Regions from separate parts of the Pan troglodytes genome. Here region 1 is linked to region 2. Evidence: chromatin contacts called from public Hi-C data. All regions are on one chromosome and are shown on one strand. Each heading gives the region's core, a stretch centred on a gene start, on an enhancer-like site or on the middle of the called end of the contact. The rest is flanking DNA. Distances are from core to core; before and after follow the strand shown. Region 1 overlaps MON2 (MON2 homolog, regulator of endosome-to-Golgi trafficking). Region 2 overlaps PPM1H (protein phosphatase, Mg2+/Mn2+ dependent 1H).

Evidence for each region. A called contact is a pair of places that touch in the nucleus more often than the background predicts.
Region 1: a Hi-C map of induced pluripotent stem cells shows a contact between it and region 2, with 2.7 times the contacts expected there. The contact joins two enhancer-like sites. A contact is called at or near these places in 4 of 7 Hi-C or Micro-C datasets (blood, induced pluripotent stem cells and stem cell-derived neural progenitor cells) and 1 of 1 other capture datasets (stem cell-derived neural stem cells).

What each region holds. Positions count from the first base shown.
Region 1 is chr10:33,458,997-33,464,810 of NHGRI_mPanTro3-v2.0_pri, forward strand. It overlaps MON2 (MON2 homolog, regulator of endosome-to-Golgi trafficking), which reads right to left. Exons shown (of 33, transcript XR_010148004.1): 30 at 5,438-5,561; 31 at 380-587. Among named protein-coding and RNA genes, the nearest start is that of MIRLET7I, 21 kb to the left of the region's middle. Within about 2 kb of position 3,890, at least 2 of the 24 cell types and tissues checked have an H3K27ac peak or open chromatin away from gene starts, as enhancers often do. A contact at or near this core is called in induced pluripotent stem cells, where this site is marked.
Region 2 is chr10:33,246,592-33,252,484 of NHGRI_mPanTro3-v2.0_pri, forward strand. The region is part of intron 3 of PPM1H (protein phosphatase, Mg2+/Mn2+ dependent 1H); the gene reads left to right. Among named protein-coding and RNA genes, the nearest start is that of PPM1H, 140 kb to the left of the region's middle. Within about 2 kb of position 4,575, at least 8 of the 24 cell types and tissues checked have an H3K27ac peak or open chromatin away from gene starts, as enhancers often do. A contact at or near this core is called in induced pluripotent stem cells, where this site is marked.

The sequences.
Region 1 (5,814 bases), core at 2,640-5,139, 210 kb after region 2:
ATGATTTATGATTTTCACTTTAGAGAAATAATATCATGTGCTCATAGAGATCCACAAGTACTTATCCAGAAATCTCTGGAAGAAGATATATTTTGGAATTCAGTTTATTTTTTTTTAATTCAAAAAGGTAATTTGGTACCTATGTATCATATGTTACATAATCTCCATGAGGGATCTAAAAAAGCACCCCATAACAAAACATGTTAATATATCTGCAGGAAAACCTGTGAATATTTACACCATATGGGATAAATAAGATTATAAACAACTTCAGCTTAGTTCAGATCACTTACAAAAACACTTGCTTTTCAGAGTTTTCCTTGTTATCAACAATTAGTACAACAATACATTTATTTCTTTAATAAAATGAAATATATACCTTGGAAGAGGGCATTTACCACTTAATCTTTCATCCTCTATATAGCGATGTAGTACATCTTGGGACCTCTTTAAAAGCACTGAGAGTGCCATTCGTGAGATGTAGCCTTCTTGAGGTGTTGTGACTTTATTACTGAAGGAAAACTGGAGTAATGTTTCAAAACACATTTTAGAAAATTCCTCTCTCAAACGAATATCAATCTCTGCTTCTGTAAAATTAACAAATTTTGATGGTTAATAGAAGTTAAATCAATGAGCTTTAATGATAACAATGCTTAGCAAACTAGGAATAGAGAGAAATTCCTCAATCTGGTGAAAGGCACCTAGAACAACCTACAGCTAATAGCATACATATAGTGAAATTGTGGGGGTTTTTTTGTGTTTTGTTTTGTTTTGTGTGTGTGTGTGTGTGTGTGTGTGTGTGTGTGTGTGTGTAGAGAGAAACAAATTCCCCCTCACAAGATCAAAAACAAGGCAAGATCCTCATCACTTCTATTCAACATATTTCTTGATTTGGTCTTTCTATACCATAAAACAGCACTGTAAAATATACTTCACAATAGTTTTTCATGTGGTCAAACTTGCAGTATTCTCTTTTTCTCTCTTTTTCCCTCTCCTAGCAACTTCTTTCCTGGAACGTGACCTCTGCTCCAGTCCGGCAGTTGCTCTCTAGACACGCTGTTCTGTTATATCCTGAAACTAGTCTTTGCCATCACCCTGGAAATTGTTTCCATTCTCTCGAGTTAGATCCCACTTCCAAGATCTCCTTTTTTTTTTTTTTTTTTTTGTTGAGACAGAGTCTCATCTTGTTGCCCAGGCAGGAGTGCAGTGGTGTAATCTCGGCTCACCGCAACCTCTGCCTCCTGGGTTCAAGCAATTCTCCTGCCTCAGCCTCCTGAATAGCTGGGACTACAGGCATGTGCCACCACACCCAGCTAATTTTTTGTATTTTTAGTAGAGACAGTGTTTCACTGTGTTAGCCAGGATGGTCTCGATTTCCTGACCTCGTGATCCGCCCGCCTTGGCTTCCCAAAGTGCTGAGATTACAGGCGTGAGCCATGGCACCCAGCCTCATGCCTTATTTTTCCTGGGTTTACTACTTTGCTTTTACAGAGCATATTTTGAAGTAGCTTCCTAAGAAACAATCAATGAGAAGTAAAACTTTTGAGCGCATGTACCTCCGAAAATGTCATATATTATGGTACTCAAAAATGTACCCTGCAGCATCAGCATTACCAGAGAACTTGTTAGAAATGTAAATTCACATGCCGCCCAGTCTTACTGAATCAGAAATTCAGGGGGTACAACTCAGCAATTGCTTGTCCTCTGGTTGATTATGATGCATGCTGAAATTGGAGAATTACTGTTTTACACTCATACTTGGCCAACAGTATGAGTTTTAACATGGAGCTTCCATGTTAAAAGTCCTTTCCATTTACAACTCTAAAACCACTGCTTCAATGTCTTTTAGCATCCAATACTGCGTCTGAGAATTCCACTGTCTGTTTTTTTTTTTTTTTTTGAGACAGGGTCTTCACTCTGTCACCCAGGCTGGAGTGCAGTGGCGTGATCTCAGCTTACTGCAACCTCCACCTCCCAGGTTCAAATGATCCTCCCACCTCAGACTCCCGAGTAGCTGGGATTACAGGCACGCACCACCACACCTGGCTAATTTTTGTATTTTTTTTTTTTTTTTTAGTAGAGACAGGGTTTCACTGTGTTGGCCACGATAGTCTCGAACTCTTGACTTCAAGTGATCCACCCATCTCGGCCTCCCAAAGTGCTGGGATTACAGGCATGAGCCACTGTGCCTGGCCTCCAATGTCTTTTATACTGAACTTTTTTTCTTTCTTTCTGAAATCTTTTAGGGTCTTCTCTTTATCCCAGGTATTCTGATATTTCATAATGACATGCCTGATTTGGGTCTTTTTTCTTTCACTGTTTTTGATACTGACTATTTTTAATCTGGAAGTTTTGTTCTTCAGTTCTTCAGTTTATTTCTTTGATAATTCCTTCTCCTAGATTTTCTTTGTTCTCTCTTTGTCAGATGTCAGGCTCCCTGGATTCATTTTACTTCTCCTTTCTATCTTTCACTGAACTTCACATCTTTAGTTTCTATGAGTTCTTTCTTGTCTTGTTTTTTTGTTTTTGAGACAGAGTCTCCAGTCTGTCACCTAGGCTGGAGTGCAGTGGTGTGATCACAGCTCATTGCAGCCTTGTTCTCCTGGGCTCAGGTGATCCTCCCACCTCAGCCTCCCAAGTAACTGGGACTACAGTCATAAACTACCTCACCCAGCTAACATTTGTATTTTTTGTAGAGATGGGTTTTGCCATGTTGCCCAGGCTTGTCTCAAACTCCTGGGCTCAAGTGATCCTCCTGCCTCAGCCTCCCAAATGCTGGGAATACAGGCCTGAGCCACCGTGCCCAGCCTTCTTTCTTTTTCTACTGCTCCTTTTATATAGCATTTTTTAAATTGTTCTTTTATCTCTTTGATCATCCTAGCTGGTTTTATGTTTTCAGTGACTCTGCATTTTATCTGTTTCCTTCCAATTTCTTTTACTCCCTCTTCATTTGTTTTGGTCTTTCTCTTTGGTGTTAGAGAATTTCCTCAAATGTCTGTGAGCTCTGACTATCAGATCATACTTAAAAGCAAAAGGCCAATCATCACTGGAACCTCTGTTTACAGGTTGGCCTTGTTTAGCAAATAAAAGTTTTGTATGTATATGTTTAAGGAAAACTCTAAGTTTTTTTTTCTTTAATGAAAACTACAAACTTTATTTTTCAACAAAAGCTCAATCAAGTTCAAGACATTTTGTAAGCGATGATACCAGCCATTTAGTTTATCTGTAAACAACTGAGGTCCTGGGAATTTAACCATGTCAATGCTGTCTTTTTTACATTATTGACTGAAGAAAAAGGCTGTCCTTCAATGGTATTTTAAGATCCGAAACAAAAAGAAAACAAAAGGAGCCAAATTACAACTGTAAAGTGGATGCCTAATGATTTCCCATTGAAACTCTCACAAAATTGCCCTTGTCTGATGAGAGGAATGAGCAGGAGCATTGTTGTGGTGGTGAAGGACTCTCACGTGAAGCTTCCCAGGTGTTGGAAAACTCCAAGTTAATGCTGAGAAGACATGTGTCATATGGCAAAGTCACTGAAAGAATGTCCATGCACCTTTCTTGTCTTGGTAAATTTAATACTATACATAGCAAGATATATTTTCAGAAAACTGCCAGTAAAAGTATACTTGGTAACTCAATAGCCCTTATTTAACTTTGGACATTTATACCTAATTGTGAATATTGTTCTTAATGTGTATTTTATTAGAAGTTAAATATTTTCACATACTCTTAATAATAAAAAGTTGGCTACATTAAGATAAGCGGGGTTTAAAATTTTCCCCGAGATTCTCATGTTTGCTAAACCCACACTTTACCAGGCCAGTTTTAAAAACTGTTTGGGCTAGAAAAAAGAACTAGTATGTGAAGTGAGCAGTATGAGAGACATCTAGTGGTCAAACTGTACACATAAATGCTCTTTAAAATGCTCAGCACAAAATAGGAGAAGCTAGTTAAGGCTCTAGTAAATTCTGAGGATTAAGGATCTGCATGGCACAAATTTACAGTTTCTTTTTTCTTTTTTGTTTTTGAGACAGTCTCGCTCTGTCGCCCAGGCTGGAGTGCAGTAGTGTGATCCTGGCTCACTGCAACCTCCGCTTCCTGAATCAAGCAATTTTCCTGCCTCAGCCTCCTGTGTAGCTGGGATAACAGACACATGCCATCACACCTGGCTAATTATTTTTAGTGGAGACAGGGTTTCACCGTGTTGGCCAGGCTGGTCTTGAACTCCTGACCTTAAGTGATCTGCCCGTCTCGGCCTCCCAAAGTGTAGTTTTTAAATCATATATACATATATATGAGACAAGAGTCTTGCTCTGTTGCCCAGAGTGCACTCTAAAATGCAGTGGTACAATCATAACTCCGTCACCTCGGCCTCCTGGGCTCAAGCCATCCCACTTCAGCCACCCGAGTATCTAGGACTACAGGCATGTGTCACCATGCCCAGTCAATTTTAAAATCTTTTGTAGAGACAGAGGCAGTCTCACTATGCTGCCCAGGCTGGTCTCAAACTCCTGGCCTCAAGCGATCCTCCCACCTTGGGATCCCACCTAGCGATCCCAGAATACTAGGATTATGGGCATGAATCACTGCACCTGGCTGATGCCACAGTTTAAGACTTGAGCTCAGGTTTACAAAAAGAGAATTAATAACAAACAGTAATTTATATATCAGTTCCCAATTAAGGCAGCATGATATAATGAAAAGAAGCATGTAGTTCTTTTTAAGCATGAATTTGGCCTCTAGCCCTAAGATTGTGAGCAATTTTTTCAACCTTTCTAAATCAATTTTCTTTCCTGTAATATGGTCTTACCTATCCTCACAGAAATGTTGTGAGAAATAATATAACATTCTAGCATAGTATCTTGTACATAGTTGGCACTGAGTAAATGTTAATTCCCTTAAAAAATGTTGAGGCATCTTATTTTTTTAAATGAACTCTGTAATTTATAGTCCTGAGAAGATGGTATTAATATCTCCATTTTAAAGATTACAAAACTGAGACTCAAAAGTTAATTGACTGCTAAGTGGCAGAATATACATTCATATTTTTATATTCCTTTCCAATCTATGACTTCACAAAACTGGTAACTTCTGTCAGCCTGCAGTGACATCCATGGATTCCATAAAGTGCTTTGCAATTTAATTCTTCACAGTTTGCAGTTATGATATTTAAAAAATTTAGTTCAGTGTTTCTGATATATGATCAGAAACACAGTATTTCACAGAATAGAAACATGGAATAAAAATATTCTATTCCACAGAATAGTCATGTCATAACATTTCTCCTCATAAAGCTTAGTTCTATATTACAATCCTAAAAATCACCTTACCATTCTCCAGTTTACATTACCAAAATCATAGGATTAAACATTTCTACTGACAGTTTCTTCAAAAGTACTTCAATACTTTTTAATACTTAAAAAAATTAACATACCTGTAAATGAAGATGACTGAGAATGTATTGAGCCCTTGTTAAGCATTGTCATTATTTGACCAACAAATTCCTTAGGAATAAAATTGGCATAAGGTAGTATCTCATTGCTGATAAGTTGAACTACCTAAAACAAAAGGGGCAAATGCAAATGTATTGTTTTCTTTGAAAGAGACTAAAATAATTTCTAGAGTAAAATTTAAATTTTACTTTAAATGAAAATCAGTTAAAGAACTCTCCTTTAAAGAAGTACACAAACATTTTAATGTTAACATACAGAATGACTACTAATCTGTTTCTCTCATCTGTCCTAGTAACTTTAATACAAAATAGTCAGTACCATAACTGTTTACTATGCCAACCATTTGGACAAATGTTGA
Region 2 (5,893 bases), core at 3,325-5,824:
TCATGAACTTTTAGCTTTAAGCTATGTCTCTTCCCTGTTTGTTCCTTTCAGGTTTACCCCCATACCCTAGCTTCCTCTTCACACTTTTTCCCCGCAGATTGTCTGTCTAGGTCCCCAACCTGCCTACAGCTTACCGGGGCTTTGCACTGTGAAAGGAAAATAAAAACTGGGCCCCCAATCCACTATGGAAATTGGAAATTACTAGGAAAAACAATTAAGCTGAAAGCTGAGTCGTGGAAGAAACTGTTTCCTTTTGTTCCTAAGCAGATACTACAGATGAATGGTTGAATATCTCCACAGGTAGCTACTCTGTGTTCACCTTATCTCACGCAAAGTGTTGATTTATTGATTTCCAGAGCCCCAGACTATCCCCTACCTGCTCCTTTTCTCTTGGAATATGAGGATGACCACACCCTCCCTCTTTCCCCTCCGGCCCACTTTTCCCCTTTAAATACTGAAGCCTTCAAATTCATCTTTGGAGAAAGGTACAGACCACAGACTGTCTCTGTGATCTGTGTGTTTTTTTCTTCCAGGCATGTCCTTACCCTTGGCAAAATAAACTGAATGGATTGAGACCTGTCTCAGATACCTTTTGGTTTACAGCACCTTTCTGGTTGGCCTTATTAAGTGAGAAGCTCACCATTCTTCGGTTCTCATGGCACCTGGAAGGGTGGCCATACCTTGTGCTTTGCTGGGGACTGGGCCAGTGGGTGCCTGCTGTCTTAATTGTTAATACTCTCCCATTTCACTCTCAGATGTGACCTTCTTTGGAATGATAAGTCTTCTGTTTAATCACAGATGCTCTTGTTTTTCTTTGCGTCATCAGAGATTTCAGAAAAACTACACTCCAGTTTCATAGAAATAATGCCTGTCTTAACCTTATTAAATTGCTTAAGGTGAGCTTCAGAATCCACTGCACAGAAATTATACCAGCTTCAAAATAATAGCTGGAAGGCCATTGCCAACTCCTTTTTCTTTCCTCCCCCTCTCAATATTAGGTTTTTGAGAGTCATTGTCTTACCGTGTAAACCTTTGGTTTTTTGAAATGCCCACAAGCCCCATGCTGTGCCAGGCAACCCGAGGACAGCTCACACCGCTGTCTATAGCAGGACAGCTTTGAATTTTCCAGATCATTCCTAAACTTTTTTTTTCACCGCAGTAGCCACCCACTCTCTAATTTTCCTGTTTCTAGATGTCCTTTAGGTATTGCGGGGTTTGTGCCATTCTGATTTTCTATAATAGGAAATTCAATATTAAGTAAGAGTTGTCATATAGGCATTTCAGCTTTGTGGCTCTCTTGCCTTCTCTTCCACTTTTAATCCCTAAAAGTAAAGTTCCCCAAGCCTTGCACCTAAGCCTCTAATTTGTCTCACTGATGACATTTATGCAGCTGTCCCTCTGGAGATTCTGAGTGTCACAATATCCTTAAAAGCAGAGCTTCTCCTTCACTGGGAGTTTTTGCTTTATTTATAATAGCTCAACAATGTGGAATCAGAATTCTTTGGACTCTCTTTGTTTCTGTCTACCTGCTTGTCTGTCTCCATCTGTTTGTCTTTTCCCTCAGTGGAATGCTGTGATATTATGATATTCTGTCTTCAACTCCATGTCCTGACATACAACTCCTAAAATCCTTGAAATCTTCAAAGTGATAAGTATCTTTTTGTATCCTAATGAGATGACTGGTGGCTGGCAGCCCCTGGGTAGCTTCTGGATGGGGTCTGTTCATAAAAAAGACCAAGGCAGGATTAGAGGGCTGTGCAACTAAGTAGAATCACACAGTAAGCTGCCGTTGATAATGTAGATGTCAGGTGTATTAATGTGAATAAAATGAAAGAATAGCCTAATTTAGATTTGCCCCAATAATTCGTGTGTGTGTGTGCGCGCACACGCGTGCATGCATCCTCAACCTCATGAGAGGGGAGAAGGGCTGAAGGGTGAGTTGATCACCAACAGCTGATGATTTAAACACTCGTGCCTATGTAATGAGGTCTCCATAAAGGCCCAAGAGAACAGGGCTCAGTGAGCTTCTGGGTAGCTGAACATGTGGAGGTCCCTGGAGGGTCACGTGCCAAGTGAGGGCATGGAAGCTCCACACCGTATGCATCTCTTCATCCATATCCTTTGTAATATCCTTTATAATGAACTAGCAAATGTAAGTAAATTTTTCCTGATTTCTGTGAGCCACTCTAGCAAATTAATCGAACCTTAGGAGAGGGGGGTCTTGGGAACCCAGATTTATAGCTGGTCAGTCAGAAGCACAGGTAAACCAACCTGGGGCTTGCGACTGGCATCAGAAGTGGGAGTCGGTTGGGAGACTGAGCCCTCAACCTGTGAAATCTGATGCTATCTCCAAGTACATAATAGTGTGGAATTGAACTGGAGGACGCCCAGCTGGTGTCTTCTGCAGAACTGATTGCTTGCTGGTTATGTGGGGGAAAACTCTCACACATTTGGTCACAGAAGTCTTCTGTATTGGTTGTTGTGGGATGAGAACAGAGGAAAAACAGTTTGTGTTGTTTTCACTAAGAACTGCTCTTCTCAGTCACTAGTATTTATTGAGCTTACATCTTAAAATCAGTATTCTTTTAGACACCACCGAGGAAGTAAAAGATAAGATCTTATGGTCAGGCACTTTGGTCCACACCTATAATCCCAGCACTTTGGGAGGCCCAGGTGGGCAGATCACTTGAGGCCAGGAGTTCGAGACCAGCCTAACCAACATGGCAAAACCCTGTCTCTACTAAAATTATTAAAAATTTAGCCAGGCGTGGTGGTGCATGCCTGCAATCCCAGCTACTTGGGAGGCTGAGGCATGAGAATCATTTGAATTCCGGAGACAGAGGTTGCAGTGAGCCAAGATCACACCACTGCACCCTAGCCTGGGCAACGGAGCGAGACTCTGTCTCAAAAACAAAACAAGGCTGGGCGTGGTGGCTCACGCCTATAATCCCAGCACTTTGGGAGGCCCAGGCAGGTGGATCACGAGGTCAGGAGATTGAGACCACGGTGAAACCCCGTCTCTACTAAAAATACAAAAAAATTAGCTGGGCGTGGTGGTGGGCGGTAGTCCCAGCTACTCGGGAGCCTGAGGCAGGAGAATGGTGTGAACCCGGGAGGCGGAGCTTACAGTGAGCGGAGATCGCACCACTGCACTCCAACCTGGGTGACAGAGCGAGACTCTCTGTCTCAAAAATATATATATATATATATTTTATCTGGGGGCATTTGTAGTCCCACATTATATGAATATAGAAATATGCAATATCTTATTTATTTTGATATTCTAAATAACAAAAGGAGGTAGTGAAATGTTGACACCTTTCCAAAAGGGAAACACTGTTAAAAATGTTCAGAAACACTCAAGTCAGAATAAATAGTACCCATTTCTGGGGAAAAAGTAGGTACTAGTCACAAAATACAGACGAACAGAAGAGAAAAAAATGCTTCCAATGAGGGGAGATGGTAACAGTTTCATCAAATACTATAAGCTTCTTTGAGAGCAGTGCTTTTCATCTTTGGTCCTCGGGTTGCCTGGCACAGCTTGGGGCTTGTGGTGAAGGTGACTTATGACCACTGGTTTTTAATACTTACTGTGTACACTGTCAGAGGTAGGTGTGCCCCTACAACCCCCTGATTGTATCTCAGATCTTCCTTCATAGTGTGAAGGCTATGTAGCGAATCCCTCCTGTGTCCACTATGAAAAGTGAGCCATGGCTTCCTAAAGGACCAAAATCTCAGGAATTTTCTGACTGACTTCAATTCTGCTTCCCAGCAAGGCCTGGCTTAGCTCTGTTTTGTCACCTATTATATTTATATTGTCGCTTGGCCCAGGACAATAGGTATAAATAAGACAAGTGTCTTCTAAGTCCAGATTTCAAACCTCCTCCCTACTTCTCCACCCTCCCAAAAACATGGTTGAATAATCAACATTTCAGACTCATGGAGGAAGTCGATTCCACTGCAGGGTTAGTTACAGGAAGCCTTTGCCCTCCTAGGGATCAGAACCAAGTTAGCAGTGATTACCCTTTTAACCTGTTAACTATGGGATTTGAGCTCTGGACATAGCCGGGAGGATCTCAGAGTTCTATTTCCTTTTAAGAGTGGGTCTAGATTCCCCGCCAGAGTCGGTTCTTAGGAAGGGAAGAAAATGGCAATATTTTAACTTATGGAACTACTATATGTAATTCCATCACTGGGTAAATGATTGGAAATACCAAGCAGCTAGACTTTGTTGATAAAAACCGTATAAATACATGGTGACATTGTGACAAAAAGGGGGCAAAGTTTATAGTTTAGAAATCTATAAATTGGTGTTTATAGATTAATTATAATAAATAAATTAGTGTTTTCCAAAATTAGCATGTTAATGGTAAATTGGGAACCCACATAGCTGTCTTTATTTAAGTTGGTTTTGTTCTCTTTGTTTTTGTTAGAACAGGAAGTTTCTCTAGGAAGGAATGAGCATGTGATTCCACCAGCAGCCGGCAGGTGGCAATAGTAGGCAGTAGAGTGCTGGTTTTTCTTCCCCATTGCCTGGCTGGCAGATGGCCTTGTTCTCAGAATAAACCGGGATCAGATTTGGATACTAAAACCATGCAGAATCTGATTATTTGTGACTGACACTATTAGCAGTGTGCTCAGAGCCGTGTTTTAACTCAGCTAGGGGGAGCTGCCAGGTCCTATTGAAACTACCCAACACTTGCTCCTTTCTGCTACCAGATATTGCTTTCCTTTTGCAACCTGAAATTGGTAGGAAACAAAGAATGACCTTGGAGTTGCATCATCTATGGGACTTTCAAACCAAATTATTACCATCCCGGGCAATATTTTTCTCTTGCACTTCTTTCCTGCTGAATTAGTCTCATTGCACACACATCTCTGTTTGCTTTTTTTTTTTTTTTTTTTGAAACGGAGTTTCTCTCTTGTTGCCCAGGCTGGAGTGCAATGGCGCGATCTTGGCTTGGCGCGATCTGGGCTCACGGCAACCTCCGCCTCCCGGGTTCAAGCAATTCTCCTGCCTCAGCCTCCCGAGTAGCTGGGATTACAAGCATGCGCCATCACACCCGGCTAATTTTGTATTTTTAGTAGAGACGGGGTTTCTACGTGTTGGTCAAGCTGGTCTCCACTGCCCGACCTCAGGTGATCTGCCTGCCTCGGCCTCCCAAAGTGCTGAGATTACAGGCGTGAGCCACCGCGCCCGGCCCTCTGTTTGCTTTCTCGGCTCCCGTTTCTCCTTGCAACAAGGAGCAAAATAAAATCCCACATGTTAAAAACTGGATCCATTGTTTGATTTAAAGATTAACCTCGCTTAAATGTAGTGTTTAAGCAGACACAACAGAAGATAACTCAGTCCTGCTACCTAGAAAGTTGCCCTGCAAGGTCTTCAGGACTATTGATTAAGCAGATAAATCAATTATCTTGTTAATTGAATCTTATGAGTCATTTAATCGATCCTTTTAGACCATACTTGAATGATAGTATATGCATGTGTTTTGCTAATCAGTTTATTCTAGACACAGGGCTCAGGGTTCATTGACAGCAAAAATAGGGAGATATTCTAAATCAGTCCTTGCTTAGCACAAAGCAGTAAGCAGTTTTTCCCGTGATTTCATTGATTTTTGTAAAAATACCAAAAACTTGAGGTTTTTAAAAAAATACTTCCATGTTTTTATTATGTAGAATATTAAAAACTTAATCTAATCTGAAAGGTGAGGATTTGAAGAAAAAAGGTAGATAATGCAATGGTAAATGTATCTTTATTGACTTAATTTATCATGTTTGCTCTGATAGTAAAAGAACCACCCAGATGGTCCTTTAATGTTCCTTTCAGTACTAAGATTTTGTGAAACATCTTTTAAAGAGGAGTAGGTGGTGTATGTAGGGAAAAAATAAA